7 separate regions of the Mus musculus genome follow, and all the other regions are linked to region 5. A link is a contact called in public HiChIP or PLAC-seq and promoter capture Hi-C data. All regions are on one chromosome and are shown on one strand. Each heading gives the region's core, a stretch centred on a gene start, on an enhancer-like site or on the middle of the called end of the contact. The rest is flanking DNA. Distances are from core to core; before and after follow the strand shown.

What was found. Promoter capture Hi-C pulls out the DNA fragments that hold promoters and counts their contacts. HiChIP or PLAC-seq counts read pairs in DNA pulled down with a chosen protein or histone mark.
Region 1: a contact with region 5 is called in a promoter capture Hi-C map of liver, with 4 times the contacts expected there. The contact joins the enhancer-like site here to the promoter of Acsl5 in region 5. A contact is called at or near these places in 14 of 39 promoter capture datasets (the 3T3-L1 cell line, 3T3-L1-derived adipocytes, the HPC-7 cell line and 8 more), 11 of 115 datasets of contacts at active chromatin or transcription factors (the NIH/3T3 cell line, T-cell acute lymphoblastic leukemia, differentiating embryonic stem cells and 7 more) and 1 of 9 other capture datasets (adipose tissue).
Region 2: a promoter capture Hi-C map of hippocampal neurons shows a contact between it and region 5, with 5 times the contacts expected there. The contact joins the enhancer-like site here to the promoter of Acsl5 in region 5. A contact is called at or near these places in 12 of 39 promoter capture datasets (the 3T3-L1 cell line, 3T3-L1-derived adipocytes, HPC-7-derived erythroid cells and 7 more), 13 of 115 datasets of contacts at active chromatin or transcription factors (the NIH/3T3 cell line, T-cell acute lymphoblastic leukemia, differentiating embryonic stem cells and 9 more) and 1 of 9 other capture datasets (adipose tissue).
Region 3: an H3K4me3 HiChIP or PLAC-seq map of neural tube shows a contact between it and region 5, with 7 times the contacts expected there. The contact joins the enhancer-like site here to the promoter of Acsl5 in region 5. A contact is called at or near these places in 12 of 39 promoter capture datasets (the 3T3-L1 cell line, the HPC-7 cell line, HPC-7-derived erythroid cells and 8 more), 4 of 115 datasets of contacts at active chromatin or transcription factors (T-cell acute lymphoblastic leukemia, embryonic stem cells, neural tube and 1 more) and 1 of 9 other capture datasets (adipose tissue).
Region 4: an HNF4G HiChIP or PLAC-seq map of pancreatic cancer cells shows a contact between it and region 5. The contact joins the enhancer-like site here to the promoter of Acsl5 in region 5. A contact is called at or near these places in 12 of 39 promoter capture datasets (the 3T3-L1 cell line, 3T3-L1-derived adipocytes, cranial neural crest and 7 more) and 10 of 115 datasets of contacts at active chromatin or transcription factors (acute myeloid leukemia, astrocytes, embryonic forebrain and 5 more).
Region 6: a contact with region 5 is called in a promoter capture Hi-C map of hippocampal neurons, with 6 times the contacts expected there. The contact joins the enhancer-like site here to the promoter of Acsl5 in region 5. A contact is called at or near these places in 9 of 39 promoter capture datasets (the 3T3-L1 cell line, 3T3-L1-derived adipocytes, cranial neural crest and 5 more) and 6 of 115 datasets of contacts at active chromatin or transcription factors (the 230-238 cell line, embryonic stem cells, epiblast stem cells and 2 more).
Region 7: an H3K27ac HiChIP or PLAC-seq map of large pre-B cells shows a contact between it and region 5, with 6 times the contacts expected there. The contact joins the enhancer-like site here to the promoter of Acsl5 in region 5. A contact is called at or near these places in 8 of 39 promoter capture datasets (the C10 cell line, the HPC-7 cell line, cranial neural crest and 5 more), 1 of 484 Hi-C or Micro-C datasets (B cells), 9 of 115 datasets of contacts at active chromatin or transcription factors (embryonic forebrain, embryonic stem cells, hepatocytes and 4 more) and 1 of 9 other capture datasets (embryonic stem cells).

The regions. Positions count from the first base shown.
Region 1 is chr19:53,779,788-53,783,194 of GRCm38.p6, reverse strand. The region is part of intron 1 of Rbm20 (RNA binding motif protein 20); the gene reads right to left. All of the region lies in intron 1 of Gm30890 (a long non-coding RNA gene), which reads left to right. Among named protein-coding and RNA genes, the nearest start is that of Gm30890, 5.5 kb to the left of the region's middle. Within about 2 kb of position 1,779, at least 26 of the 459 cell types and tissues checked have an H3K27ac peak or open chromatin away from gene starts, as enhancers often do. A contact at or near this core is called in 3T3-L1-derived adipocytes, adipose tissue, hematopoietic stem and progenitor cells and 1 more, where this site is marked.
Region 2 is chr19:53,807,904-53,811,767 of GRCm38.p6, reverse strand. The region is part of intron 1 of Rbm20 (RNA binding motif protein 20); the gene reads right to left. Among named protein-coding and RNA genes, the nearest start is that of Gm16299, 15 kb to the left of the region's middle. Within about 2 kb of position 1,542, at least 56 of the 459 cell types and tissues checked have an H3K27ac peak or open chromatin away from gene starts, as enhancers often do. A contact at or near this core is called in T-cell acute lymphoblastic leukemia, where this site is marked.
Region 3 is chr19:53,988,558-53,992,350 of GRCm38.p6, reverse strand. The region is part of intron 2 of Shoc2 (Shoc2, leucine rich repeat scaffold protein); the gene reads right to left. Among named protein-coding and RNA genes, the nearest start is that of Shoc2, 46 kb to the right of the region's middle. Within about 2 kb of position 2,095, at least 6 of the 459 cell types and tissues checked have an H3K27ac peak or open chromatin away from gene starts, as enhancers often do. A contact at or near this core is called in neural tube, where this site is marked.
Region 4 is chr19:53,828,713-53,832,600 of GRCm38.p6, reverse strand. The region is part of intron 5 of Rbm20 (RNA binding motif protein 20); the gene reads right to left. Among named protein-coding and RNA genes, the nearest start is that of Gm16299, 5.4 kb to the right of the region's middle. Within about 2 kb of position 1,955, at least 137 of the 459 cell types and tissues checked have an H3K27ac peak or open chromatin away from gene starts, as enhancers often do. A contact at or near this core is called in astrocytes and pancreatic cancer cells, where this site is marked.
Region 5 is chr19:55,251,440-55,254,770 of GRCm38.p6, reverse strand. It overlaps Acsl5 (acyl-CoA synthetase long-chain family member 5), which reads right to left and starts at 1,402. Exons shown (of 22, transcript NM_027976.2): 1 at 605-1,402.
Region 6 is chr19:53,755,908-53,759,332 of GRCm38.p6, reverse strand. All of the region lies in intron 1 of Rbm20 (RNA binding motif protein 20), which reads right to left. Gm30943 (a long non-coding RNA gene) reads right to left here. Exons shown (of 2, transcript XR_386793.2): 2 at 1,094-1,477. Among named protein-coding and RNA genes, the nearest start is that of Gm30943, 3.4 kb to the right of the region's middle. Within about 2 kb of position 1,397, at least 5 of the 459 cell types and tissues checked have an H3K27ac peak or open chromatin away from gene starts, as enhancers often do. A contact at or near this core is called in hippocampal neurons, where this site is marked.
Region 7 is chr19:53,884,134-53,887,867 of GRCm38.p6, reverse strand. All of the region lies in intron 3 of Gm30990 (basic salivary proline-rich protein 2-like), which reads left to right. Among named protein-coding and RNA genes, the nearest start is that of Pdcd4, 17 kb to the left of the region's middle. Within about 2 kb of position 2,222, at least 13 of the 459 cell types and tissues checked have an H3K27ac peak or open chromatin away from gene starts, as enhancers often do. A contact at or near this core is called in hepatocytes, liver and pro-B cells, where this site is marked.

The sequences.
Region 1 (3,407 bases), core at 530-3,029, 1.5 Mb after region 5:
CAAGCTTCCAAGTGAGGAAAACAACCCATAGTCCTACTCAGGTATGATGCCTGTGAACTAAAACAACAACAAATATGGCACAGTAACCCTGAGGACCATAGCTCTCTAATTAAACTTAAGACACACTCAACAGAAGGGAAGCCATGCCTGGTGCTGGAGGCCTAGCCAACTACTTGGGTTTAGAGAAGTCATGGGTCTGGAGGAGCCCCCATCCCCACTTCCTTAAGCCAGCATAATCCTTAACTACCTTCCAAATATCTCTCCTTATCCCCAGATACATGTGGCTCTCTGCTAGTCACTACTGCTTTGGTGAGGGATGTTGATAATGGTGGAGGAGACTATGCACTGAAGTGAGGCTGGGATGTACGGAAAAGCTGTACCTTAATTTTTCTGTGAACTTGTGTAGCCTTTAAGGGGTGCCCATGTGCTGTGGGAAAGCCTTGCTCCTCACTGTCCCCCGCTTTCCAGCATCCAACAGCAATAGTTTTCTATTTGAACTTTACAATTTTAATGCTTTCACCCAAAATAGCCCTGTTTATAACTGAATGCAAAACTCATAGGTGAGTTCCTTAGACAAGTACATTACGCTTATCATCATGGGTGTTGGAAATGAAGTCTGATGGGATTAAATGGTTGAACCAAAGTCATGGTGACTTCACCTAGACAGTTTGGAATACTTTTCAGGTCGGTCTGTCTTTCCTGTCTTTCTTTCTTTCTTTTTCTTTTTTTCTTAAGATTTGTTTATTATTATACATAAGTACACTGTAGCTGACTTCAAATGCACCAGAAGAGGGCATCAGATCTCATTACTGGTGGTTGTGAGCCACCATGTGGTTGCTGGGGTTTGAACTCAGGACCTTCAGAAGGGCAGTCAGTGCTCTTATCCGCTGAGCCATCTCACCAACCCCTCTTTTTTTTTTTAACATATTAGTATTTTTGTATGCGGTGTGTATGTGTTCAGATGAATATGGGTCACTGTGTGTGTGTGTGTGTCTCGCACGCACACGCGTGCACATGTGTGTGGTCCGAGGTTGACATCAGTTATCTTCCTCAGTGGCTTTCCATTTTATTTATTAAGGCAGAGTCCCTCCCTGACCCCAGAGTTGCCCAATTCAGCATATCTAGCCAAGCTTTCAAGGGACCGTTTTTCTTTGCCTCCCAAGTGCTGGGATTACATGTGGCCTGCCATGCCTGCCCAGCTGTTATGTAAGCACTAGAGATCCCACTTCAAGCCTTATGCTTACAATTACTTTATCCACTGAGCTTTCTCTCTAGTCTCCAGATTTTATTTTTTAAATTATTTTCAGTTTATGTGTGTGCTTGTGTAAGCTCGTGGGCACCATTGCATGGGAGTCTGCAGAGGACAGAGACAGCACTGAGTCCTCTGGAATTGGAATTACCATCATAATGAGCCACCAGGTAGATTCCAGGCACCAAACTCAGGTCCTTTGTAAAAGTGACAGTCACTCTAGACTTCTGAGTTACCTCTCTTCCGTCCACCAAATTTGATTTTTATTGCCTCCACATACACACTCATATATCACAAATACTGAAAAATTTCTCAGTTTTATAGATAGCCTAGAATTGAGCCTGCCTCATCTTGCTGCTATGTAGTCTACACATATTTATAAAAGATTACCAGTAGCCACAGATGTATAAGTGTGTAATTACCAGTGCTTTTGCAAGACTCTAATATTTATGCAATCATGCAACACAGTGCCCCAACAATGGGGATTAATGTTAGCAGGACCTACAGTCAGGCCTGAGCTTGAATTTGGCTTCCCAATGAGATGTTTGCCAAAAACAATGTTGCTGCTAAGATGGGGGTGGGGGAGATGTACCCTGAAAGGACTGGCCTGACCAGAAAACAGAATTAGCGTCCCTGGGATAGAGGAGGTGCCACGCGATGCCTGGTAAAGGGGGAGGGAGACACATAAGTAACAAGTAACGGCACTGGGCACTGGTTTAAGAACTAAATCTATGAAGACTTTTTAAGAAACCAATTTTATCTTAATAGGATGGATTTCAAGAGCAACTTCCCTTGTTGCCAATTTTCTGTATAATTTCTCAACAACTTCCATAAATCACAAGATTTCAACACAGGTCACTGAAATGGCTCTGGCAAACCCTTACTCCCCTCCCCCAACCCTCCCCCGCTCCGGGGCCACCCCCCCCCCCAAGTCCCTTTCTCTCTATTGATTTTACAAACTTGAACTTGTCACTTGAACTCTTAGCTGAGGTCGTTCTAGCCACACAGGTCAGCAATCTAGCGGCAGAGCTTAAAAGTTATGAAATCAAATCCCAGCGTGAGCCATGGGGCCCACAGCTTTTAAAAAGGTTGCTGTCTTCCCACTTCTTAGAAGACAGTATTGATATGTAGCCCAGGCTGACCTTTGACCCATGGCCCTCCTGCCTCAGCCCACTGGGTACTGAGACTACAGGTTACCTCACCGTGCCTGGAGTGTCCAAGTCACAGATGGTTGTAATGCACAGGTCCTACAAAATACTGTGCAAACAGCGAGGAGCCCCAGTGGACCTTCGTTTCTCAGGCCACCTTCCAAAGGGGAAACCTCAAGCCCAGTGAAGAGTTTCCTTCACCAAGAAACAGAAATGACAGAGGAAAGGTCAGATTCACACTTAGAGAAACGAGGTTTCTTTATCCACTGCTGAGTTCCATGTCCAACCCTGATATGACTGACTCTCAAGTCAGACTTAAAATTGAGTATCTTAAGACGCACTCTTCTTGGGTTGCAGAAATAGCTCAGTCAGCAAGGTGCTTACTGGGTAAACACACAGTCCTGAGTTTCATTACCAGGACCTGTGTCAAAGGCAGCCTTGGTCTCCAAAGGCATAAAGATCCCTGAGGCCACTGGCAGGACAGTATAGCCCAACCTGTAAACTTCAAGCCAGTGAGAGACCCTGTCACAAAAATACAAGCTGCCAGGGGCTAGAGAGATGACTCAGAGGTTAAGAGCTCATATCGCTCTTGCAGAGGACCCAGGTTCATTCCTAGCACTGACATGGTTGTTCATATCTACCTATAATTACAGTTTCAGGAACCTGATGCCTTCTGGCTTTGGTAGACTTCTGCACATATGTGGTGCACATACATTCACAACTGGCATACACACACACACACATGCATCCATCACTTATTTAAGATAACCAACATCTTGGCTTTACTCTCCTCAGGGACAGTTAGCAGTGATAAGGACAACTATATAACTCAGTCACAATGGAAGGGCACGAACGTCTTTATCTTTGAATCTGTCTATGGGCAAGAGACGTGCTGTCCTATATCACAAATGAGAAAACTTAAGCAAGGCTTCAGGTGAAAAAAAACATTCCAAGGACCCTATCTTCAAATTACCAGGTTCCAGAGAATCACCTTAACCAAAACGCAGGAA
Region 2 (3,864 bases), core at 293-2,792, 1.4 Mb after region 5:
AATTCCCAAATGAAAGACACAAAAGCTTTGTATTTATAATAAGCCTTAAAGCACTAGAGCTGAGCAGATATCAACCCTGTATGCTCGCTCTTTCTTTCTTTCTTTCTTTCTTTCTTTCTTTCTTTCTTTCTTTCTCTCTCTTTTTTTTTTTTTTTTTTTTGAGACAGGGTTTCTTTGTATAGCCCTGGCTGTCCTGAAACTCACTTTGTAGACCAAACTGGCCTCGAACTCAGAGATCTGCCTGCCTCTGCCTCCCGAGTGCTGGGATTAAAGGCATGTGCCACCACGCCCGGCTTCCTGTATGCTATTTCTAATTCTTTGTTAATAACTCCATGATATAACTTGCCATCTTCTACCAGGGCCCCAGAACCCCAATTCACCATCCCTTATGGCCGTGTTCTCATGATTAACCTACCCCAAGGAGTCTTCTCCTCTCTGCTCTCCTTGTGGTCTCTGCTTCAGACCCCAGCCGGGGACGGGGTGAGCACCCAAGCACCACTCACCTCTCTTCTCCACAGCTAAAGGCTGTTGTCATCTTTATTAACCAATAGTTCCAAATTAAGGAGCAAGATTTGCACAACAAGAGCTGGTAAATGTGAGAATTCACTCATAGGCTTAGACCTGCCAGTACAGAATTGAGCATTTCAGTACATAGCAATGGACCAAACCTCCACAGAATCTGCCACTAATCCTGACTCTCTGAGATTGGTTCCTTAGCTCCCACATAGTGGAAGGAGAGAACTGACTCTCACAGACTGTCCTCTGACTTCCATAAGAATACTATGACACATGCAAATGCATGCCTGTCCCAATAATTAATAATAATAATAATAATAATAATAATAATAATAATAATAATTTGTAGAGATTGTGTCCTGAACCATAAAAACCAGCCCAGCATGCTAACTCCTCACCCCATCATTTTAGTGGCATGAGAAAGTCCATATGCTCCTTGCTTTGAAAAGTATGCCAGAATAAACTGTGTGTATATTTATGGCACATATTTTCATCCTAGTCCTCATTTTAAATCCAAAAACAGTAAAACAGCTTTTACATATCAGTAGTATACACAGCAACCAAAAACCCTATAAGTGAAAAACAAAATCTAAATTCGAGGTAGTAAGTGCCAGTCAACTTTCACAGAATCTTAGGAGAAATGGGAGGAGCCGGTCTGCCACATCGCTCTGTGGCCTTGTCCGTTGACTGTATTGTGTTTCTGGGCAAACAGAGACTGGACTGTCTATAAATGAGACAGGCTTTCCTGGTGAATCTGCTATAAGCGGTTTCCACAGTCGAGGCTTTTGGCTAAGCCATATTTTCTGTGTCTTAAGGTTCCCCTTGCGGGGAGTGGGTGTAACCAAGAAATGTGTTCGGGATGCTGGTGAAATGGAATCCCAGGGCACCTGAACGCGCCAGTGAAATCTGAAGTCTGGACTGATGGACCAGCCAGGCTGCACAGCCAATCTCCTTATAAAGCAGGCGCTGGGAGGGAATGCACAGCTGGGACACATCTGTCTCCACTGTCCCAGGCCCTGTGCGATAAAAACTCAGAGCTGATAAGCTGAGTGGGGGCGGGGAGGGCCACAGCAGGCAGAGAGGGTTGGAGAGGGTTGGGGTGAGAGAGAGACAAACAAGGGTGTGGGCACACCGCACCTCCCTCCCTGGAGCTCCTTTAAGGGAAGGGGGCTCATGCTTGGAGAAGGTAACTGGGTAGGACCATCTCCTCCAGTAAGGCTCCTGGGACCAGTGTGAGCTTTTTGGAACTTCAAAAGTCACACAGGTCAAGGGCCACGCAGGATAGGTCATTTTCATCTCAACTTTGTAGAGCAGGAACCTAGAGCTCTAACACTCACTGCCATTAAGTAAAGTGGATGAGCCTATAAGACTCGAACCCCAACCTGGCAGGTACAGTAGGAGCCTCGCAGCCCTCCTCCTCCCTCCGGCACATATCCTCCTGGGCTGCTGGCTTGTTTGGTTTGAAGTGAGATCCCAGAACATGAGGCACACCCACGCTCAAGAACAAGAACAAAACACACTGCCAAGTCAGATTTAAAAAAAACCAAGCCTTTGTTCTTTCCCTCTTGTGTGAGGAATCAAAAACTTTCTACAAGTTCCTGAAGAGAGATACCCAGGCAGCATGCAAGCTGCACTCTGAGGCGCGCCTGCTGCCTTTTAAGATATGGGGAAGGAGGAGGGATGGCCTTGTGCACTCTGGGGAGTTGCGCTGGGGGCATCTCAGCTTCATGAGCCCTTGTGTGGTATGGCACCATCATGGCTGTAACAGAGTGGGGAGGGGCTAACAAGAAAGGAGGGAGGGTCCCGACTGATGAATGATTATGCCTTGTGTACTGTCAGGTAGCAAAGCTTTAGAAGGCAAACCCAACAGGGCAGCTCCACCCCCAGGCTTGGCCACTACACAGATTGTCCTTACTGACAAGGTGTTAAGGAGGTGCCAATGTGTTTCTTATGACCAAAGGAGCACAAAGTTGGTTTTGTTTTCCCCAGAGAAGGCAGCTGTGTTTTTTAACCTTTGGTTCTGGGCTGGAGCAAGTCCTTGCTAGAGGTTTTCCTCCTGGGTGTTGAAAGGTTATCTAAAGAAGAGCCATCTCCCCAACAAGGAAAAGCAGCCATGCAGTGTGGCAGCGAGTCAGATGTGGATACGACTATAGAACCTCGCTGTTCATACCCAGCCCGTAACTAGACCCGAACCTCATTGTTCAGACCAGGCACACACGAAGATCAGAACCTCACCATTCAGACCTGGCACAACCAGACCCAGGAGCGGGTCCCCTTCTGTTTCTGCTTTAATCTTACAAATTCTTACTGTCCCCAGCTTTATTCAAACTTGCACAGAAGTGATTTCACACAAATCATCCACACAGAATATATCCCTTTTAAACCAAAATCTTAGGTGAGAAAAAAAAAGACTAACTGTTCTATCTAAGAAAATAAAAGTCGTAAAATACTTAGCCTGCAAGAGTTAATAACTTAGCCAGGCTTGGTGGTGATACACGCCTGTGATCCCAGAGCTGGAAAGATAGAGACAGGGGGATCAGATGACTCAAGGCTAGTGTTGAGTTTGAAGATAGACTGGGTATGATAAGACTTCTGTCTCAAAAGACAAAAGAAAAAAAAAGGAAGGAAACGAAGGAGAATGAGAGGGAGGGGGAGGAGGGAGGGAGGGGACAAGGGAGGGAGGGAGGGGACAAGGGAGGGGAGAAGGGAGGGAGGAAGGAGGCCACACAGTATTCTAGGAGCGTCTATTTCAAGGTTTACTGCTGTTTTAAGAGAGTCCCCAGAACACGAGGCACACCCACACTCCAATCCAAATACAAACACGTTCCACAGCCAAATGAAGATGACAATGTTAGGCTTTCTCATTTATGTAAAGACTCAAGCACACACACACCCCCTCCCCAAAGAAAGCGGTGTGTCTTGGAGAATCTTGCATTTCCCAGCAGCTTGGTGGCTGTGGCAACCGCCAGGAGCTAAGCAATGAAGACCTTAAATGGCTGTGGCTTCTCAGAGCCCGGCGGCGGCTGGGAGACGAATGCGCTTTATGTGAGTACAGTGCCTGAGTACTTCAAGATGGGGCTTCTAAGTCTACAGCCTCCCAGTGCCGTTGCACACCTGGGTATAGTCACTCACCGCCCAACCTCAGCGTGGGAGATTCAGTATGCTTCTCCCCAAGTCTAGGTTTAGTAACTGAATGGATAGAGGCTGGAGAGATGGTTCAGCACTAAGGAGCACTGGCTGTTCTTCCAGAGGACCAGCTCCCAGGTTCCCACATGGCAGCTACCAACTAACTGTAACTCCAGTTCCGGGGGGTGGGTGGGGGGGAGTTCAAGGCCACCTTCTGGCCTC
Region 3 (3,793 bases), core at 846-3,345, 1.3 Mb after region 5:
AAAAAAAAAAAGGTTTGAAATATCGATTAAACAGGATCAACCAACAAGTAGACTTAGAGAAATAGAGCAATCTGACACTCAAACAAACCCTTCCTCCCCACCCCTTGAAAGACTTAGTCTGTGGGTTTCTCTAAGCAAGTGCTTGTATAAGGGACAGGGAAAGCAGGGACTGCACCCCTGTCACTGGGTAACACTCTAAAGGTATGGCTGATGTCTCCCTCCCTCCCTCCCTCCCTTCCTCCCTCCCTCCCTCCCTCCCTCCCTCCCTCCCTCCCTCCCTCCCTCCCTCCCACTTCAGGCAACACAGAAACTGACAATCTTAATGCTTTTCTGGCTCACAGACTGTTTCCATTTCTCTTATTATCTCTTTGAACAATGAAGAGAGCTTCTATCCTTCACGTATTTATTGTTTAGTAAAAGACATGACAATCTGGAATAGTTAACTTCCTACTCTCTAAATTCCTTACCGATTCCTGTTCCTGTAAAGTTATTTATTGCCATTTGTTAAAAAACATTCAAACGAGATTTTTAGTAAATAATGTCTGGATCCATAAAAGTAATTCTATTGCTCCTGAAAAAACTAAAAGAATTTTAAAACTTTTAGGGATTAAAGCTTACTATTTAAGGTAATATTGAAAATAACACTAAAATGTTATTATAACACCAGAATATTAAAATATGATACTAAAATGCTAAAAATGCTGAAATATAAAATGCTAAAATAGTGGGGGGGAGTAAATATTAGGTTTCAAATAAATTCTATTCAAGTATTACTATATTATTATTATTATTATTATTATTATTATTATTATTATTTTAGTGGTGGGCCTAACCTTTAACTGCTGAGCCATCTCTCCAGCCTTCAAGCCATATGCATTAAAGACTAAACTAACACTTAGCATCTAAGAAATTCAAAGAAAAATTGCAAATCAGAAACAGTTAATCTACTAAGTTCATTCAATTTTTAAAAGCCACTGATTATGTTTATTTTGTATTATTATGAATAGATAATTGATTATATATTTATTGCATATTCATTACATACCAACTGACTTAGATAAACTATAATCTGATAGCAAATACTATGGAATCAAGTCCTAAGAGAGAAAACTTGTCAATTAGTCAAATTGTGGGGACCCTGTATAACACAAACACCAAACAATGAGGTTATAGATAGAAAACGTTTTATATTTCTTGATAACCACTGAAAAACCCTGAGTGAAATGACCCAGGGCATGGGAGGGGAGTTAAGTGGGTAGTAGAGCCAGAGAAAGGCAAAGAGAGAAAGAGTAGAGAAGTAGAGGCTGGCTATGAGCATGTGGAGAGAGGGGGGAAAGGGAAGAACAAGTGAGCAAGAGTCCAAGAGAGTAATAAAGGAACAAGAGAGGGAGGAGGGGGCAAGCAGCCCCTTTTATAGTGGATCAGGCCCACTACAGTGTGGAGATGGAGTTTAGACAGAATGCTAACATTTTTAGAGAAAAAAAAAAATCAGTATTTCTTTTTACAAAAGACTAAACTTCTGTCAACAATGGACAGTGAGCTATGTGCACGAAGCCAGTACTAAGGCCAGTCACTCAGCAGCTACTCTCCTATAGGGGACATGGGATGAAGCATTCCCACCCACAGATTGGGTTTTTTGGGGTTTTTTTTGAGACTATTTTAAAAGCTCAGGAGTGAGTCATCTCGTGTATGCACATTACTTGAGAAAAATCTATATTGGATTGTCTAAATATATTTAAGAAAAAATAATTTTTTCTTTTTTATTATTATGGCATTTTAGTTTGGCAGATGTACTCTTTGAATACTGACCACTTTTCTCTGTCCTTACCAACCCTGCCCATCCTCCCCTTTTCCACAAATCTTTCATGCAGCTTTGTCTATTTGGTTTGCTTTGTGACCCAATAAGAATACCCAGGGCCATCTTCGTGACTATGGCTTTGGAACTAGCCATTGTAGCCTGGTGGATGGAGCAGAGAGCTCAAAACAAAAGCAAGTGATTGCTATTGCTCCTTTCCCAGGATCTGTTGGACCCCTGTGAACCCCACCCGCTTCCTTGACTGTGGACCCAGTGCAGGAAACTGTAGTTGATTTAGTTATAGCAGCTGTATCCAATTCAGGGAATGGCTTTTTTGTAGCCCTTCACCCTGTCCTCTGGTTCTTACAGACTTCCTGACCCCACTTCTGTTATGTTCACTGAGCCTTAAGAGGGTTGCTAGAGTGATTTGTTTAGGGGTGGGCCTACCATCAGTGGCTTGTTTTCTGTATCCTGGGCAAACATGAGTCTCTGTAGGCTCCTGTAGTAGTTTGAATTAGAATGGTCTCCATGGGCTCAGATTTAAATGTTTGGTCACCAGGGAATGGCACTATTCGAAAGAATTAGGAGGAGGTGTGGCTTTGTTGGAAGAAGTGGAGAGTGGGCTATTTCAGAAGCCCACATCAAGCCCAGAGTCTGTCTCTTTCTACTGCCTTTGGATCTAGATGTAGAACTCTAAGCTACCATGCTAAGATGCCATGACCACCATGTCTCTTCACTGTAATAGAACACTGACTAAGACAGCGCCCATGTTCATTGTAAGGATGCACTTCTCTCATTAGGGCTGGAAGTCACTTGAGACAAAATCAATTTTTAAGTGTGTAGAACAAAATATAATAGAACATATCTGAAACTTAACTGCAATATTTTAATGTTAAACATAGAACACTGCATCACCAAGAAGCTGCAAAACCCAGTATGCAAGTTTCCAGTACCATCCACTATAAGACAAAATACTCAATTCATCTTTGGTAATTCTTAAGCAAACAGGCTGCCTACAACAACATGAAAAATTCTGATATTCCCAAATCCATTTCTTATTTTGATATTTTAAAAATCTTATCAAAAGGGCTCAAAGATATTACCTTTTTAAATTTCTCAAAAACTGTTAATGAGTCAATACATTATAATGGTCCAGAAATGTATCCCAAAATTTTTTAAAATGTCCAAAATTTATCTGAAAAGGATCAGAGAGCTGATTTCTTTTTATTGATCTGTTTGCACATCTCTATTCCTTTCCTCCCATTACCATTTTAAGTTTTTCCTTTGTTTCAGTATAATACATAAGACTAGAGTGAAATGTTTCAAACTGCCAGCAGCAATGTATCTGTATTGTCGGTCTCTCTTCTGCCTTTCTATATTGGATTTTGTTTGCTGCTGCTGTTTCTGAGGCTATGTGAGTCAGGATGCACCCAAACCTTGGGCTCCAGCAATCACCCCAGCCGGGGGCTTCCTGGGTAATGCACACCACTGTGCCCAGCTGCGACACTTTATTTTTAATGAGCATGTAAGTACTTTTAAAAATGGGGGAGGGAATACTACTTTCCTATGGCAGTGTTCTTTCACAAAGTTGTAATGTGACAACTGACCGTGATAATCAGTGGACAGTGATATTAATTTAAATAAACATTTTTCATACAAAGAGAGAGTCAGAATAGAAAAGTTGACACAATGTAGCTAAGATAAAATATATCTATAAAGATACTTAAGAAAAACATGTATTAAAATAACAACTTAAAAATTAGGCAGCCGGGCGGTGGTGGCGCACGCCTTTAATCCCAGCACTTGGGAGGCAGAGGCAGGTGGATTTCTGAGTTCAAGGCCAGCCTGGTCTACAGAGTGAGTTCCAGGACAGCCACAGCTACACAGAGAAACCCTGTCTCAAAAAAACAAAACAAAACAAAAAAATTAGGCAATCCTCTTTTAAATTTTCTCCAATGAAAAACCAAGTTCAGTTGTCTAAGAAAAGCCTAATTATAT
Region 4 (3,888 bases), core at 706-3,205, 1.4 Mb after region 5:
TCTAGCACCCCCCCCCCAGACATTCTGAATGGCCGTCTTCCTCCAGATAATGGGAAACAGTCATTTATAAAAACCAATGCAGAAAAAAACACACTCACAGATGCACACACAATGATAGCTTTATGCCTTCTAACTACAAAGGGATTCATATTTCCAACAAGTAGTAATATTCAGGGCTGGGGAAAATCTAAGAAATTATGTATATCCATACACAGCTAGTGGGAGTTGTGTGTTGACACCCTTTGAAAATGTTTTCTCAATATTAAAAAATAAATAAATACATATAGGTTCTGATCCCGGGAGCCTGCTTTTGGAAGACTGCCTAATAAAAATAAACACCTAAGTAAATTTAAAGGTATACCGGTGACATGATATTTACTAAATAATTTATAGGGTGGCAAAATGTTCTGGAAACAGCCTGCATGTCCAACAATTGGGGAGCACCTAGGTAAATGATGGTGCGAGTGTATAGTGGAAAACTTCACAGGCATTAGAAGGAAGCCAGTGTGTTGGTATGGATTTTTTTAAAAGACAAATTGTCAGGTGAAAAACAGGTCACCAGTTATCATACATACTATAATGTTGGTTTTTTTGGAAGGCAAAATTATATGGAAATAAGAGAAAACAAGTACTGTACATTTTTTGTTACTTATTAGCAGTGAGTGATAGGAACATAAGAGTTTTTTTGTTAATTATTAGCGGTGACTGATGGGAACAGAAGAGTAAAGTGGCCTCACTTCTACAACGTTAAATGTTTGGATTCTGTGGTTGGTTTGCAGTGAAATTTTTAAAAGATTATCAACAAGGACAGAAATGTGCAGAGCAGGTATCAACCTGTCAAGGCTGAACAGAGCAGGACAGGGAGGAAGGGCAGACATGCTGGACCTGTTAGAGATACTCCTTATATTGTTAGACTTACATTTTTTTAAAAAAATCAATTAAATGAAGAAAATATGAAAGAAAGGATTTTGGAAACTAAACATGGGTGCAGATATTCATGGCACCAACCTGTGGTTTCTGGCAATGGTTTTTCAAAACATTTTCAGCCTTGGGATCTTTTCTTCAAACAAAAACTTGCTCGGGAGCCAGATACACTCAATAAATAAAAGGGGCTGTCCTGGTCAAATTTGGGGGTTCTGAGCCCCACCAGACAGATCTGAAGGCAGATGTAAAGATCGAAGCTTGCAAGCCAGGACCTGGGTCTAACTCAAGCTGCTGGAGGAAGCCTAGCTTTGCTCAAACTTTAATCATCTGTCATCTCTCAGAGCTCAGCAATTAGGAAGCACACACCAACCCGACCCAACCTGACCCGGGAGACCTGGGAAAGCAGTCCAGTGCCACAGCCAACATTAGCACTTATCACTTTCTACTACAAAGTGAATTTCAGCATCTAATTATGGCCTGAGTCCTGCTGAGGTAACAGAAAGAGAATGTTTCAGGTCTCATCCCTAACAAGAGCTGGCACTTAGGAGTACTACCAAGAAAAGCCCTCATTTGTCTCCTCTGGGCTGAGGACAATTAGAGTCAATTATCATTTCCTTTTATGGTTCCACCTGGAATTAGAGCAGCTTCAGGGGCCGCATCTCCACTCCTCCCTCCAACAGCATCCAGAAGTCAAGCACTTTTGCAAAGGAGAACACTGATTCCTTGGCACAGAGGCACACAGACTTTCCCTACCCCAGCCCCCAGCCCCACCCAAGTGCAAGGACTCTCCACAACCTAGGAGAGTCTGAGCCAGGGCTCAAAGACTGAGCCTCTCTGTAGTGAGGGCCAATGAAAGGCCGGGATCCTCCCTCCCACTGCGGTGATCTGAGTAAAGATGGGACTGTGGAAAGCAGCCGGTTCCCTGAGTTTATTACAAGGAAGGTTGAGCCTGGGAACTCTGCCTGGTCAGCTCTAGCGCTGCACATTTCTGCCCCATGTGACATTGTTGCAGATAGCCTCAGTAACGTGTGCTTGGACTGCACTGTAGCCAGACATGCAGGGTGGCTCTGAGCAATCCCTCTCCCAGCCTGTCCAGTTGCCTAGTGACCAGGCACGACAAACAGCTTCCCTTGCATTGTGTTCACTGGCCTGAAACGATGATTTAAGAGCCTTATCTGAACCCAGCAGAATAAACAGAACACCTCCTCCTCCAGGAACAACCCCCCAAACTGCCTGTCACCTAAGACCTATTCATGGTACAGACTTTCACATCCACAGCCCTGAAATAAATTCATCGTAAGTGCTCACATTTTAAAGATTCAATCCTCGAACTCCTTACCTAACTCTAGTCAGAAATAGAAATGGATTTTTATTGACTCTTTCGGTGCTATGAGAGATTAATGTTCCTCTAGTTAATCATCTCAATTTGAACTTTCCAACCAGTGAGCCACACACAGGGTTTAGATGTCCCACGATACTGCCTTTTCCAGCCTGGAGGCTGTAGACCTCTAACGGCTGACCTCTCAGTCCATCATTTTCTAAGTGAGCCATGAGATAAAACCTTGAGAAGCGCTGTATTCATGGTTTGTTCAGGGTTGCCTCATTTCAGAGTGTGTGGTAAATCCTATACAGTCAAGTATATAATCCTAGACAGAAAGACAAAATGTTTTTCCATAAATTAAATTCTTTTGCTGATTACTTCTTTAGAAAACTCCAGCTTACATTCTTTACTATCTCTTTCGTAGATATGACATACAATTTAGACTCAAGCCATGTTTGACTCATTAAAAAAAAAAAAAGTGAAGTATTCAGTATTACTGCTCTGTACTTGAAACAACTTAAATAAACATGGCCCTATTCCCTATCAAAAGTCTTAAGGAGAAGAGAGAGGGATGGCCAGAGGGAGGGGCGAGGAGAGAGAGGGATGGCCAGAGGGAGGGGCGAGGTCCCTGAGTAGTAGAATCAAGTTTGATCTCCAAGGGCCCTGGCCACTGCCAAGTGCTTTTGATCAAGCAATAGGATGCTATATGGCAATGCCCAGAGTGGGTTTGCTAATTAGCCCTAAATGGCCTTTGGAGTTAATGATAGAGTAGACCTTCCCATATCTGCAGGCCCTCAATGAATTCTCCAAACCACAAATAATACCAAATCCTGTGTGGACCGGTTCTTCCTTCACATACAAACCTATGATCAAGCTCAATTTATAAGGTGGACATAATAAAGGATTAACAATAATTACTTATAAACCAGAACAAGCATAACAATACATCATAGTAAAAGCTACTTAAAAGTTAAGAATATCACTATTGCTCTGCAGTACGGCTTGAGGTCAGGGATGCTGATTCCCCCAGCTGTTCTTTTATTGTTAAGAACGGTTTTCGCGGCTCTGGGTTTTTTGCCTTTCTAGATGAATTTGAGAATTGGTCTTTCCATGTCTTTGAAGAATGGTGTTGGGAATTTGATGGGGATTGTGTTGACTCTGTAGAGTGCCTTTGGTAGGACGGCCATTTGTGCTATGTTAATCCTGTCAATCCACAAGCATGGGCGATCTCTCCATCTTCTGAGGTCTTCCTCCGTTTCTTTCTCGGGAGACTTGAAGTTCTTGTCATGCAGGTCTTTCACTTGTTTGGTTAGAGTTACCCCAAGATATTTTATATTATCTGTGGCTATTGTGAAGGGAGGTATTTCCCTAATTTCTTTCTCAGCCTGCTTATTATTTGTATAAAGGAAGGCTACTGGTTTATTTGAGTTAATTTTATAACCAGCCACTTTGCTGAAGTTGTTTATCAGCTGTAGAAGTTCTCTGGTAGAATTTTTGGGATCACTTATGCATACTATCATATATCATCTGCACATAGTGATACCTTGACCTCTTCTTTGCCAATTTGTATCCCCGTGGTCTCTTTTTGTTGTCTTATTGTTCTAGCTAGAACTTTGAGTGTTATATTGAATAGATATGGGGAG
Region 5 (3,331 bases), core at 153-2,652:
GGCACCAATCAACTGTAAGTAGGAAGTTTAGATTCAACCCTGCCATTCAGACTAGACTGTCAAAGGGGAGGGGGAGGGGCGATACCACTAGGAGGTATCAAAGCCCAGCTCCTGCAGCCCCTTTTCAAGGCTCCCAAAACCCTTTAAGAGCATCTTAGGTCTAACCAGTGTTTATAGCTCTGAAAAGAGACCCAGCTTCATTCGGCCTGTATCTCCATCTCTTTGGACTGATTCCTTAGCTCTTACCATCAGAGGGAGTCAAAACTCAGTGAAAATCAGGGTTAACCCCCCACCCCCACCCCCCAGCCCACCCCAGGGAGCTATGCCGCCACGTGCTCGGGTCTGCCAAAAGGTCTCTGCTTGTATTCCACCCCTTAAGAGAAAGTCCCTCCCTGTGTCCTCTTCCTCCTTCCCCTCATCCCTCCTGATGCAGAGGAGCCCTCCACTCCCAGGCAGAGAGAGCATGGCGCGCACACGTGGAGGCACAGCAAGCTTTGAATTCCAAGCAGCTTCCTGAAGTGGGCAGGGAGGAGGGATTTGGGATGCCTCTGTCACGCGTGCAGGAGCCCCGTCCTAGGATCACACCCGGCTCCAGATCCCTTACCCTGGGAAGGGCCGCACGCACGCCTTGGAGCTTCCGAGTGAGGCTTTCTGGCTCCGGCTTCTTGCTGGCAGGAGAGCCTCGGTCCTCCCTTCCTCACCCCGGGCTTCTCCGCGGGCAGGGTGACTTCAGAGCGTCCATGCAGGCAGGCAGGCAGGCAGCCTGGCTAGTGGCCCCACTTCTGCCCTGCCCTGATCTGTCCCAGCCAGGCCATAGCCGGGCTTTCTGACATGCTGGTGCTGGGGACTTCACTTCCTGGTTTGGCTTTTTTTTCCCTCCTCCTTCACAACTGAAAGTGGAACCGCTTTTGACTAGGAGGAGACAGATATCCAAAGCTACCCTAGCCGGTTTTCAAAGCCTTTAACCTCAATCCCCAGGGGCTGAAACACGAGCCACCTTTGCATCAACACAGTCCACCTGCTCCCGCTGGTCCCACTAGCTCTTCTCCAAGATGAAAATCCAAATGAAAACGAGTTGAGGTGGCCCTGGGTTCATTGCCAGAGAAACGGAGGTGACGTTGTTCCCCGCTGCGTTCGCAGGACAGGAAAGTCCAGCTAGAGGGACCTCCGCCCTTAGGTTAGATGCAGCACGACTGTCTCTTTCTCTGTGTAGCTCCTTTCGCCAGTCCCCAGACCTCCCTGATTCAAAAAGCCAGGCACCTCTGCACCTCGCAGAGACAACAGAATAGATAAATAAGCCAGGAACCACGGGGGCAGAGAGCCATTCAGTTGAAGTGGCTCCCTTTCCGCAGACACACCAGCTCAGCTCCGGCTCTCACCCCGCCAAGTTTAAGGATGAAATGTGTTCTGTGACCCCTCTTACACCTCAGCATTATCCGGGTTCACAGTTGTCTTAATCGATCACCCTTTGAGGTTCTGGTCTCCCAGGGACACAAGGAGACCTCGGTCTCAGAATTGGAAGAGAGATGACAGGTTCTGCCCCCTCCCTCTCCCCCACTCCCGCTGCAACCTCACGACACGCAGAATCAAGTAGCATTTTCCCGGCCTTGATCCCTCCAAGGATTGACAGGAAGTTCAAGGTGAAGACTTCACTAGAGTGCTAGCCTACCTTAGGATTCCTTCTTTGTGCAGAGAGCACCCCATACCCACCCACCCCTGCTATAAAGACCAGGAAAAACAAACCGGTGCCACACCTCAGAGACCTGCAGGTCTGACCCCTTGGGAAGGACGGATAGAGGTGCCTCTAGCTTTTGTTTAATTTTGGAGCTCAGCTTCCCAGGAGACTTTTCTCCCCCCCCCCCCCGGCGTCCCCCCCCCCCCCAGGAAAACCTCAGGTGGGAAAGTGCATGCCAAGCCTCAGATGTCTATCTAGGATATCTATCTCTGGTTTCTAAGTCCTGTTTTATCCCATCTCCCATAGCAGGAGCACACCAACTAGTCTAATTGTTGTTTTTGACGTCATGGATCTCTAGAATTAAGTGTCCGTTTCAGCAAGGGCTGGGTCATTCTAAGATCTTGTTGTCTTGTCTTTCCATCCAGTTCCACCGCATGGTAATGACACTCTAAATGTTTCCCACATGGGGAGGATTCTGACATCGCCCAAGATTTCTATACGATGGAGCAGACCGTAGAGACAGACTAGGTCAACTATAGCTCTACCACTAGCTATACTAGTGGGTTAGGCATACTACTCCCCTTATAGGAGATGCTCCTAATGTCACCACATACCCTGCCTTTAGGATGCTTTCCAGACCCTAAGAGTGTCACAACCCGGAAGTCCTTCCTCCCTCCGGAGACATCAACAATTGTTAAGTGGCTCCTCTTAAGAATTTCTGAATGGAAGATGAAAGAAACCTGCATCCTTGCTCCAACTTTACCCTTTACAAAAGGCTTTATACCCTCACATTCTCTTCCAATTCTTTTGATTTTTTTTTCCTCTTCTAAGAGTCAAGTGGCTCAAATGTTTTCCTTTCAAATTGACATCTTTCTTTGCCTCCCACACAAGTGAGCTGAGAGATTATCACCCCTGTTATGAAAGAGCTTTAGTCAGGTTACAGATGAATACACACTCACTTTCTCCCCCGCCATATCTATCTACTCCCTCTAGCCCATAGGCCAGAGAAGGCAGCTTACCTCTTGAGAATGGTCACAGCAGCTAGGTTGAGGAATGGCTTCTCTTGCAGCTAGCTCTCTCTGTTCAGCACCACATGAAGCTGCCTCTGCCTTTCCACGCTCCAGGACGAGGCGCACCTGAAGCCACCGGATCTTGCTCTGAGTGTCCTGCCAGCTGCTCTGGAACCTTTGGACCTGTTTCGATAGAGGTGCAAAGGTAGAAGTTACCTGCTCACTCAGAGTCACCTCTGACAGAAGTGGAGAATTTGGCAAAAGGTTAAACAAGAGATTGTTAGGCAATGGATTTAAGAGGGGGAAGAAAAAAATAGAGCAATTGGCTCAGAAAGCTGCCATTGAATGGGGTGGAACTTTTTAAAGGTCAGCTTCAGGGAAGGGACAGGCATGCGTATGACTTTGCATAGGAGTTTTCTCCCCCCCCCCCCCCCCAATCTATGGGTCTGAGACAGGAAGAGGCTAGACTAGACAATAAGGCAGAGAAAGTGCACCTTCACTTCAGGAAATGGGGAAGTCACCCATATCGGCTCAGGCTGTGCCTATAAGATCTGGACTGAGTAGAAGTTTGTGTCTGGAGATGAGCCTTCTAGGAAAGCCAGGATATTTCCAGGATTCCAAAGCAAAGAAACAGAGATATCCTGAA
Region 6 (3,425 bases), core at 148-2,647, 1.5 Mb after region 5:
TAAGTACAGAATGTCTGTTTAATCATTGCTCAGTCCCATGTCTAGGACAGTGCCAAACATAGCTGAAACACAGTAGATACTGACACACAGTAGGTACTTAGCACACAGTGGGTGGTCAGTAAACGTCTGTGAAGTAAACAGCCTCATAGACTAGAGAGTATAAAATCCTCGTGGCTTCTTATTTAAACCTGTCCCTAAAAACAAGGCAAGACTGTAAGAACCCTGAACAGCTGTACACACACACACACCCCACACATGCCTAACTGAGATCTGTGTGTCTGTCCTCAGGACAGCAGGCTCTTCCCAACAGTCAACAGGACCACTTTGTCTCATGACACAAGAGTCAAACAACTTCCTCAAGAAGGAACATGAGGGAAGTTTTGCACCAGATTCATGCTTTAATTTCTTAATATTTATTTATTTATTTATTTATTTATTTACTGCTTATAGGATAAGTCGTTCACTGACACATTTTTCAAAAGTAGGCTATGGGAAAAAAAAGTAGGCTACGCCATGAAAGCCAACCTGATGCAAATGCAGTTTTAATGAGTGGGGGGAACCGCCTGAGCGGAGGGAATTGCTTCAAAGAACACTGCTAGTTCAAAGGCCATTCACAGCACTTGTAGAAGCAACAGACTTGAAAGTTACAAATGAAATGACTCCCCTCTCACTTCTCCACCAGACTGTCCTTTAGTGCTCACGTTCTTTATCCCAGAGCCTTAGTTATCCCTCCTTTACAGAAGTATGGCGTGTATTCAGTGTGTGTGCACGCGATCACATGTTCTGCGGCATGCACGTGGCTTTGTGCTGTGTGGAAGTCAGAGAACAACCTTCACAGGGTGGTTCTCGCCTTCTAACACGTGGGTTCTGGGGAGCAAATCGGGTCATCAGGCTTGGCCGCAATCACCTTCACTTCACGGAGCCATCTTGCCTGCCCTCTGCCCCTATCTTGTTCCTACAACCTCACCATTCTTTTGTTAAGGTAAGGTTGTCATCCAAGGTGAAAACACAGACCAGCTTTCTCAAGGACACAGATGAAAGTCTTTTATCAAACACTACTCTACGGTACTATAAAATTCAAATAAATCAGGGAAACGTTCCAAGTCAGCATATTTATTACATTGAAAAACAAAAAACAAAAAACTCATAGCAGAGTGTCACTTATAAGACCCTCATCTCATTCAAAGGGGGAAAGAGATGCTGTTTCTACAAGAAAACCCAAAAAGGAAGAAATGCTTCTGGGGAGTGTGGTTTAGCAAACATCCCCGAGTGGGCTATATCTAGGAAAAAGTCATTTGTGATTAAATATGACACCCACACACAGCAGTCAGCTCTAGCCACGTGTCACATGCTGTCCCTGATTGCCTTGCATTGGCAGCAACCACCTCTAAAGGGAAAGCAAAGAGGCTGCGTGAGCGGTTTCCAGGCATTCTTCAGAGTCATCACACGATGTCAAAGGCACTGGAGAGTGTTGTCACTGAAGTGGGAAGAATATAAAAAAGAGCAAAGTCAGTGTTTCCGGAGCTAAACAGAATCTGCAGAAACAATCTCCAGGGATCCTGACGGAAGGAAACACCTTAAACAAGACTCATGACGCCGAAAGGATACCCCAGCAAGGACAGTTCTATTCACAGCAACCACAAATCACTGCGTTTGCCTCTTCTTTGTGTGCAGAGTTCATTTGTCCTGCCAGGTTAGATGTCCGGGTGCCACGTGAGCCATCCTGCTGGCCACCACCCGGCTCTGCGCTCTGCTTCTCCTCATAACCTTCCTCAGCACACATTTCACAGGCAGCGAGGAGAAGACGGGCCACTCACGCCAAATGCTCTGCTCTCCAAGGATGGAAAGAGGTCCCAAGAAGATCTTTCTCTTTGTGTAAAACCCATTTTCTGAAAACATGGTTGCATCCACAGTGACAGGTGTCACTTTCCGCACCCTGCAGTGCCCCATCTTGCTGTACTTATAAGGGAGTGAAGAGCTTAAGAGGGACGTAAGACAGGAAGGGGGCAGAGTCTTGACAGGACTGGACTTCCCAACAGGAATTTGCCCTACAAAATTGGTTTTTAGCTGTGCATGGTCAGCCGCACCTTTGATCTCATCACGTAGATCTCTGTGAGTTTGAGGTTACTCCAAACAGTGACTTCAAGGCTAACAGGGATACCCAGTGAGCCTTGTCTCAAACAGAGAAAAGACTTAATTTTAATAAAGAAAATATTATTAAGACTAAAGACATGTTTCTGTGCGTGTTTCTGATACGTTAGTAACTGCATCTCATGACTGCGTGCAGACCCCAGCCTGCTGTCTGGGAATGTTCTGAATTCCCTGGGCCCACCTATGGGAAATTGGTCTTGTTGCTGTTGAGGTTTCTGACGTCCACCACGGTCAATAGTTTACAGTGAGATCCTCTGACTTCTAAACTCTGAAGAAAGACTTCTCATTTTTGATTGGCTTCATCTTTTCAGGTCAAGAAAGTGTCTACTTTGCCTCAGAATGCCCACCCTTAAGTAACCTGCAAGGTTAGACTTCATGTGTTAGCAACTCCATGCAGCCTAGCTGTCTTTTGTAGTGGCCTGAGTGTGAAATGTCCCCCACAGGCTTGTGTGTAGAAATATTTGGAGCCTGTAGATGGCGCTGTTTTAAGTGAGTCATGAGGGGAAGTTCGTGAGTTTTGCAGGCTGGACCCCACTTCCTAGATGCATTCTACTTCCTACTTATCTTTGCTCTATTCCCAGATGTCTGTCCCCCTGTCCTGCAGGAGTCTTTAGGACTTGATGGGAGCAGAGGAGAGGCAGAAATGGCCGGGAAAAAAAAAAAACCCAGTGCCAGGAACTGAAGTTAGAGAGAGCGAGTCCTTGCAGGAAGGGTCTTGGAGAGTAACCCAGATAGCTGGGTAAACTGTATAGACAATTAATTACCTGACAGCTACTTTAAAAACTTTTGTGATATCACAAATATTCTCTCTATATTCAAGATTCCTCCTCTTTCTGGTCTTCCTAAATACATAATAAAGTGCTTGGGGAAGTTAGTGGAGGTGAGTTGTAGCATCACCCTAGGGAACGGGTGTCATTGGTAGGGTAAGACCCCTCATCTCATGGTGCTATGAGCCTGTACTTTGTATACTTCATTCTGATAGTCATCCTACTGACAGGTGAATGGAGAGGGGAAATCTGCCCCAAGTCACACAGCCTGGATGTGGTGGTGAACCAGATCTCACCAGAGACCATGCCCAGCTATTTCAAAGATGGCTGGACACATCAACAGAGTGACACTCGGGCCTGCAGCTGACAGAAAGACATCCAGGAACACACTCTTATCCCTAGAGTCAGCCCTGAGACTTGGTGACTTAGAAAGTGTCCTGCAGGGTAACCTGTAAATTTGGAAGGTGACACCCATCTGCCCTCCTCATGGTTCACAAGCACACGTGA
Region 7 (3,734 bases), core at 973-3,472, 1.4 Mb after region 5:
GAATAAACACAAGTTATATTCATGCACATATACACATATACATGCACATAGACATGCACATATACACATATACATGTACATATGCACATATACAGGCATATATAACATGCACATTTACACATACCAAGCTGTTACTTGCCCATTGACAAACCACTAAGAAACAAAACCTGGACTCTAGATAGCATTCTCCTGACCCCCAAGCCTACCTTCATCCCACACTGCCAAGCCATCCCCTGGGTGGCTTAGCAAAAATAGCTTACACCCTTCTGCCTAGCTTGTTCAGGACCCACTTAGACAGGGGTCAGTCTACAATCAGCCCTACAGTCATCTCCTGAGTGGCTTCTGATAGTGGTGAGCTAGGATGTCCTGGGTAATGTTCCCCTTCCAACCTGATTCCCTGTCACAGGAGCTTCAGAATTACACAGCATGCGCTGGGGTGGTCACGGAGGCACCCCGATGTTCTCTTGAAAACATAGGATCTACTGCAAAACTGGAGAGCGTGAGAGACCACACCACCAACTGACGCTGCCTCAGAGCAAAGGCTCATGGCTCCAGTGCACCTGTTTCTCCTGCGTATGGTTTCTTCAGTTGGAGCAGAAGGTGAAAAGATAACAAGCCATATCGTCATCTTTTCTGGGAGAACCAAGAGAGATTACCATGCACACGTCTCAAGGCCACAAGCACAAGCAGCAACATACCCACAGGCCTTTGCACTGAGAGGGCCACCCTGCACCCCTGCTGTACTAAGCCACCCTGGAGCCCAGGAAGCTGAAGAGTCAACTTAGCCCCCGTCTCTAGAATAGAAAGCCACCGACCAGGCAGAACTGCTGAGCCCTACATACTTGTTTCTCCTGTGCTGTGCCACTCTCTGGCCTCCTGCCTGAACCAATATCACAGTGCCACCCCATCCTGGTTGACATTCCGGCCTTGGCTTCTTCCCTGCTGGTCTCGTGGTTCTCACCTGATCTGATGATCTTCCTTGTACACCTGGAACTGCTCCAGCAGAGACCTTCTGGGAAGACATGTTCTGGCCAAGATAACCCAGTGACAAGCTGACACATTTAAAGTCTGTTGGGGTCATCTTGTCTCATCAACCTATCCACAGGCACCCAAGAGCCAGCCAATTTCCACCATCCAACTCTGGAGGGTAAGCTCCCCAGGGACAGAAGCCACATTGTGTTTCTACACAGAACCCACAGGACTTCCTACAAGGACTACACAAATACTGCCTGAACCTATTTACACCCCCTTCTTCCTTGCCACATATAACTCCTAAAGACGCTGTGCATCACCCATTTAAGCATAGACTGGCAAATTCTTCCTAAAAAGAAGAAATCAGTAAATATTTTAGAGTTTGTGAGTCTTTTTTTTGGTTTTTCGAGACAGGGTTTCTCTGTATAGCCCTGGCTGTCCTGGAGCTCACTTTGTAGACCAGGCTGGCCTCGAACTCAGAAATCCGCCTGCCTCTGCCTCCCGAGTGCTGGGATTAAAGGCGTTCACCACCACGCCCGGCTGAGTTTGTGAGTCTTAAGAGCTAAAAGTCAATGTGATTATCTAGGTATTTAAAAAGCAAAAGAAAACAGATTTCTATGAGATATTTTTTGGGGTGGTTTTTCTTTCAGGTTTTTTTGTTTGTTTGTTTTATTTTGTTTCTGTTTTTGATGCAAGGTTTCTCTGTGTAACCCTGGTTATCCTGGGACTCACTATAGAGCAGGCTGGCCTAGAACTCAGAGATCTGCCTGCCCCTGCCTCCCAAGTGCTTGGGTTAAAGCAATGTACCAACACCGCCTGGTTAGATTTTTTTTCCTAGTTATGTACAACTTTTTATTTCTAGAACTTTGTTACAGTAGTTCCCAGCTGTAATCCCAATATTTAATATTTAAGACACACAGGAATCAGAAGCCCAGGGTCATTTTTTGGTTACACAGCAAGCCTAAGGCTAATTTAGCATATCCAAACTTTGACCCAGTGGGCAAAGGGGCCGACCACCAAACCTGATAAACTGAGCCCCCAAAGTCAAGGAGAGAAACAACTCTAGCAACCTCCACAGGTTCAAAACGGCTGAAGGAATCGCCCTCTCCCGCTCAAGCTTTGGCCTTCTGTATCCTTTCTTTCCGCCTGGCTGCTCGCCTGCAAGCTTTGAAATGTCCTTAAGCATCTGCTCAAGTGCTAGGAGCTGCTCTAGCAAATTAACTCTTCTATAGTACGGGGGCATGAGATTACAATGCAGAGCTGCTTGGTTGGACGCCTAGGCTACTCCCCTGGGCTCATTACCTCTGAAATGGTGCCCCGGAGAGGGCTGAGCGAATCTCTATGGAGTTTAATCAAGACGCCTAGCTGGTCTTAGCTATAGACTCACCTGATCCCTAGGAAAACCTTCTGCATGCCTAGTGAGTCCTTGGGGGCTTTCTTCCTAACTCCTTCCCCGACACTTCTCTCTCAGGTAATTAAAGCATAGTTATGATCTGGTTGTCTTCCTAGTGAGATGATATCACAACACAATGCCACGTACTTGTAATTTAGGAATATATCAACCAACTGGGTGTTTTGTTTTTGTTTTTGTTTTTGTTTTTGTTTTTGTTTGGTTTTTGGTTTTTGGTTTTGGTTTTGTTTTGTCTTGTTTTGTTTTCGTGGCAAAGCCTGAACAAATACCAAATCAGGACACGCATTTTCCAGATTTTGCTGACAAGCCTATGGTGCAAAACAGAGAGACAGGACCAAGAGTTAAGAGACTAGCTAGGCCTCCTAGAGACCCTGTTTCAAACAAAAATAAGCAGAACTAGTAGCACACATCACAAACACAAAAATGTAAAACAAGAGGCCAGCTGGATAACTCGGTGGTGGGAAAAGGTGCTGGTCTGACAGCCTGAGTTTGATCCCATGGGTGGAAGTATATTGACTAGTCAAACTTGACGTCACGAGTGTGCACGCCCACACATGCATATGTAAAAACAATCCCCCCACCTCCAGTGGCTCATTCTAATCTGTTCTGTGCATATTTGTTACAAAAAGTCAAGATAACAAAAATCGCCTTTATTAAACATTCCTGCAAACGAAAAGAATCCAAAGATCTATTCCAATTACCTTCCAAACCAAACCTCTCCAAATTCTATTTACATTATTCCTCGGCCCCAAGCTTGAGTCTTCTAAAGTTCACAGAATCCTTTGACTCATCCTCGATTCTTTGGGTAAATTTAAGTCATTCACATGAAGCCAAATGTCACACATCCTATATCACTTAAAGGTTAACAAGTTAGAAGATCCCCCAGCACCAGAAAAAGTTTAATCTTAAAAAACAAACAAACAATATGTACTCACTGATAAGTGGATATTAGCCCAGAAACTTAGGATACCCAAGATATAAGATACAATTTGCTAAACACATTAAACTCAAGAGAACGAAGACCAAAGTGTGGACACTTTGCCCCTTCTTAGAATAGGAAACAAAACACCCATGGAAGGAGTTACAGAGACAAAGTTTGGAGCTGTGACGAAAGGATGGACCATCTACTGATTGCCATATCCAGAGATCCATCCCATGATCAGCTTCCAAACGCTGACACCATTGCATACACTAGCAAGATTTTGCTGAAAGGACCCAGATATAGCTGTCTCTTGTGAGACTATGCCAGGGCCTAGCAAACACAGAAGTGGATGCTCACAGTCAGCTATTGAATGGACCACAGGGCCCCCAATGGAGAAACTAGAGAAAGCACCCAAGGAACTAAAGGGAA